Linked DNA regions of Arabidopsis thaliana: region 2 is linked to region 1. The links are chromatin contacts, called in public ChIA-PET maps. All regions are on one chromosome and are shown on one strand. Each heading gives the region's core, a stretch centred on a gene start, on an enhancer-like site or on the middle of the called end of the contact. The rest is flanking DNA. Distances are from core to core; before and after follow the strand shown. Region 1 holds the start of AT5G53330 (Ubiquitin-associated/translation elongation factor EF1B protein). Region 2 holds the start of AT5G53420 (CCT motif family protein).

What was found. ChIA-PET counts read pairs in DNA pulled down with a chosen protein or histone mark.
Region 2: a contact with region 1 is called in an H3K4me3 ChIA-PET map of shoot, with 12 read pairs. The contact joins the promoter of AT5G53420 here to the promoter of AT5G53330 in region 1. A contact is called at or near these places in 8 of 26 Hi-C or Micro-C datasets (cotyledon, leaf, root and 3 more) and 1 of 2 datasets of contacts at active chromatin or transcription factors (shoot).

What each region holds. Positions count from the first base shown.
Region 1 is chr5:21,637,914-21,640,527 of TAIR10.1, reverse strand. AT5G53330 (Ubiquitin-associated/translation elongation factor EF1B protein) reads right to left here and starts at 1,312. Exons shown (of 5, transcript NM_124712.3): 1 at 1,091-1,312; 2 at 955-1,007; 3 at 705-872; 4 at 179-286. The coding sequence starts at 1,292. AT5G53320 (Leucine-rich repeat protein kinase family protein) reads left to right here and starts at 2,130. Exons shown (of 2, transcript NM_124711.4): 1 at 2,130-2,614. The coding sequence starts at 2,191.
Region 2 is chr5:21,672,139-21,674,752 of TAIR10.1, reverse strand. AT5G53420 (CCT motif family protein) reads right to left here and starts at 1,295. Exons shown (of 4, transcript NM_124721.4): 1 at 966-1,295; 2 at 1-185. The coding sequence starts at 1,070.

The DNA of each region.
Region 1 (2,614 bases), core at 63-2,562:
AGCAAGCTGGTTTGTCAATTCAAAGATCCACAAATTTAACTGATAGTTGATCACGGTTTTAAATGATGGACGGACTCAAAAGTATATATGATCGCTATAACCACTAGTTAGAATCCGTATAAGCTTCATTAGCTAATACAAGAATAAAATCTATAGTGAAGGGATGAAGATAAATCACCTTTGTGGGATTATCACCATAGTTTGCAACAGCTATGTTGACAGCTTCTCTGTTGAGCCCAGAAGCAGTATATTTCATCACTACATGATCTACACCCTGCATTTGACCCTGCATTTGGAATCACTTATTAACGAGAATAATGCATATATAACGATCATACACTGTAATGCACAAATCTACAAGATCTTCACCCAATTCGCATTTTTAAGTTAATACATAGATGATCCACAACAATTCATCCTAGACATCACAATTGATACTATAGTTTAGTGCCATTAATCGTCTAACTCAACAAAGCTTCCATTCTGTTCCCGTGTGATGATCCACACTTGTTCTTCCTAGACCTCACATTGACACTATACATTGGTGCCATCTACAAAGCTTCCATTCTGTTCCGGTTAACTACGTTCATCGATGATGATTCACACTTGTTCTTCTAGAGAACACATCGATACTATACGATGATGCTATTAACCACCTCAGCCTAACTTTAAAATGCTTCCATAGATTTTAAGAAGAGCCATACCACTGAAGAAGGTGATGGTTCATGAAACTTAGCCGGTGGATTCTCACTCCCAAATTTACTCCAATCTGGATTATCTTTCTCTGCCTCCGCGAGAACTTTCCTCTCTAATCCGAAATCGAACTGAAAACTACTCCGATGAATATCTCCTACTCGAGGCAACAACTGAGGCTACAACAATTTGCAAATACAATGTAAAACTACTTCAAATCTTCAATCACAGAGTTTAAAGATCAAACATACAAAATCTTACCGGCGGAGTAATCCGATACTCAGGCTTCAAATTCACTCTGATTCCTATTCCAGCTACCAAAATCAAATTCAACGATCAAAACCAATTACTAATCAAATTCGCGTAAAACCAAATTCGAGATCAGAACAAGACTTACATGAAGGAGAAGTGTTATGTTGAAACGAAGAGTTTCTCTCCGGCGGAGAGAAAAACTGTGGGCCGGGACCGGTTTGTTGACCGATCTTAGGGTAACCGTACATAGGATGGTTAGATGACGGAGAAGGAGATGTTGATGGAGGTCCATACATAGGTCGAGGGTAAGAAGGACCACCAGACTTGTTTCTGTAATCGTAATCCATTGTTGTGTGTTTGTTTTCTAGTTTGAAGAAGAATTTGCAGAAAAGAATAAGAAGGAAATTGGAAGAAGAAGTCTTCAAGGAGATCAGATCTGTTTGGATATGTGGATTAGTGTATCCTTCTCCAGCTTTGACTTGATCTTGTTTTTGTTTTCAGTTTTTTTTCTTTTTGAATTGGGCCATTAAGGCCCATACATTATCATCCACATGCCGGAACCAGAGCAAAAATGAGAACCACTTTGCTGTATACTTATGTTTATATAGATCAGATCAAAAATACTGATTTTTTTTTTGTCAACAATATGTGTGTGTTTTTTTGGAACAATATGTGTTAAACGGGTGTTTTGATAATAGACTATGTTCCCACAAAACTATGCAAATCTTAGGATGAACCATGAAACTCTCTTTTTCTAATTTCAACTGTTACAATACACGACTTAAGGAAGGTGAGTGGATAAGGAGAGAGACTCGACAATTAGCATGAACCATGAAACTCACTTTTTCTAATTTCAACTGCTACAAGACACTACTTAGGTTATACACAACAAAAATCAAAGTTCAAATGTTGAAAAATATTGTCCAGAAAAAAAAAGTAACTTTGAAAATTCAAGTAGCTTTCACCGTGATTTTCTCAGCAAACAAAAACAAAAACAGAGTTGTTATGCATCAAGTCAACAACTCGCCGAACCTAACATTAACCTAAAGCAACCCACTTTCGTTATAATACACACTGATAAAACAAAATTAAACCTATTGAATAATTCTTACAATATAGCTCCACAAAAGTCAATAATTGTAAACTTATTATATATCTAACTAATCTCACTTCTTCATCTTCATCCATTATTATAAACGCCACTTTACTCTTAAAACCAGTTTTTTCTCCACCCTAATTAAGAAAATGAAGTGCCAAGTTGTTTTGATACTCATCGTAGTAATCTTCAACGTCTGCATAGAAGCAGAGACGATCAAAGAAGATAAACACACTCTTCTTCAATTCGTTAACAACATCAATCACTCTCATTCACTCAACTGGTCACCAAGTCTTTCTATATGTACCAAATGGACCGGTGTTACTTGCAACTCCGATCATTCCAGTGTTGACGCTCTTCATTTAGCAGCCACGGGTCTACGCGGGGATATAGAGTTAAGCATCATCGCCAGGTTAAGCAATCTTCGGTTTCTCATTCTTAGTTCCAACAACATCTCTGGAACTTTTCCTACAACTTTACAAGCTTTGAAGAACTTGACAGAGCTTAAACTCGACTTCAACGAGTTTTCGGGTCCTTTGCCTTCTGATTTATCTTCTTGGGAGCGTCTACAAG
Region 2 (2,614 bases), core at 46-2,545, 34 kb before region 1:
AGATCAGGAAGCTCACAAAGACCTTGTGAAGTGTCTTCACCACAAGAGATCATAGTCAAAGCAGCAGAGAGTGGATCAACGGTTAAGATTGGTTCTTCAAGAATTGGATCAGGAGCTCTAAAAAGATCACTTTCTTCTCCAATATCATACTCAGATATGTTTGATGACTCAACAAAAGTGTTGTTCTGCAAAAAAAAGGACAATCATAAGTAACATCGAATCAGTGACCACACAAGACAGAACATAGTTAGAGACATTCAGACAGTGAAACATAGATCTTTTTGTTGAGTGGATTCGTTCAAAAAGGGTAAGAGAAAAAAGAATCTTCTTCTTTCTTTAGTGGAGTATTGATTTTTGAGAAGAAAGAGCCAATTAAATAACACAAAACCAATTCTATAGTTTTATAAATCAGAACAGAACAAGTCTTGAAGAACACGGAATCTCATGTGAAAAAGGAGCAAATTCCCATTATCAAAATCAAAACCCACAAACAAAAAAGAGAGACTTTCTTTGGTGTCCCAAGAAAACTCCTTTTTTCAATGGAAAAGAAAATTTTGGCTTTTTGCAGCAGAAAAAAGATTCCGTTTTTATTCCTTTGAAAAAACCTAATTTTTTCTTACTCAACTTTCTCAGCAGCCAAAAACACATTTTGCTCATGTCAGCGGAACCAAAATATCTCATCAAGTGGCTACAAAAATTTCACCAGAAAAAAAAAAGTTAGCTACTTAACACTTAAACACCACAAAAACCACTTCACTAGTGGACAAATTTTAACTTCGTAAACCAAGAAAAAGAGGAACAAAGAAGACTAGTTACATCAAAAGACAAAAAAAAAACCTATCAGAATCTTTAACCAAAACAAAGTGTTTAAAAATTGAAAACCAATCTCAAGTAAAGAAAAAGAAGAAAGATCTGTAATCAAATGTAATGAATTGAAAAAAACAGAATTGAAAGAAAAGTGAGACCATTTCATCGGAGAGTTTGTATGATTTGAAGAGGTCTTCGAATTGTTGAATATCTGGGGGACAGTTTTGCATGTAACGGAGCATTAATCCAGAATCTTGATACATTTTGAGTTCTTGGTCTTTGTGAGAGAAATTCTTGGAAGTATGAGATGGTTTTTAGAGAAGAAGAGAACATAAAAGAAAGCAAAAACAGAGGCCAAGTTGGGATTTTGAGAGGAAAACCCTGAAGGAAAAAGTTTGGTACTTGGCTCTCCTCTTGCCTTTTTATGAAAGAGAGAGAGAGAGAGCTCTTTAACAATTTCTTTTTGTTTAGTTGGGGGTACTGTGGACACGATAGAGTAAAAAGCCCATAAAGCCATTACTATTATTTAATCTAAAAAGATTTTTTTCTCAACATAATAATAGAGAAATTGTCTTTTGTTGTGTATATATTCAATAGTTTATTTTTTCATATTTATATATGTTGCACCGACTAAAACTTTAGCATAATGGTTTGTGCTAATCTTGTAAATGTATCGATTTCAAATTTACATGTTTGGAAAACGAAATGTTAAAAATTTATCAAAACATTCAAATATTTTAATTTTGGCTAAATTGGTTAAATTATCAGTGAACTTTAAAACTCCAAAAAAAATAAAGTCCTACAAGATATTTTTTTTTTTTAATTTTGAATATTTATAAATGGCTAGAAGTGGTAAAATTACAATAAAAACGAGAATACGGGAAAAACAAAATTCCAATTAATCTCTGATTGGCTTACTAGGTATTACACCATGTTTAAATGCCAGATTACTGCCTAACTAATTTTAGAAATTTGAACATTAGTTGTGCTTAGCTTTTTTCCATCTTTTCATCAAGAATAATCGTTTTGGTATTGTTTTTGCATTGCTTACAACTATTAATATTCTGTTCGCACATAAATTAGGAATCACTTTGATTATGAAATTTGCAAGGTGTTTCTAGCAACTAATTATGGTTATTCACAAGGGATTAAGAACCAAGATATAAGACAGTTAAATTTTTTTTTTTTTTTTTTTTTGTCAAGGATATAAGACAGTTAAATTTGTATCAAAAGTTTGATATTTTGTTTGATCTTATTTGAGTTTTGAGTTAATTATTTTTATATGTAAGCATGCAATTAAAACAGGTTCATGAGCATGACGACTTGCAAGGAAAATCCATTAAACTGTTCTTGACTATTTTTGTATTTTATTTTATCACATGTCTTTTTATATATTCCATTGTTTCAATCATATGGTTCTTTTCTTTTTAGCAAAAACACTATTCCAACTGTACATATTACACGCTTACGTATTTCCTTTGCCAACAACATAAACTTTTGAAGTTTTTAAGAATTTTACTCAATGAAAATGACCCTGGTGTACAAAATAGGGTTTTAATATTGACAAAAACAGATTAAAACAAAAGAAAAAAAAAAACATTTCTTGAATTAAGATTTTAAGAGTTGACAAAAAAATGTATGATGACATGATCCATTGTCAAATATATAGCTGCAAATATTATCTCCTTACTTAAGTCCATTCTTTCCTATAAATTTAAATTTAATCCCAAAGTTCTTGACGTTAGATATTCTTACAATTACATCATTTCAAGAATCTAATTCAATCTAGATACAATACACCATAGTG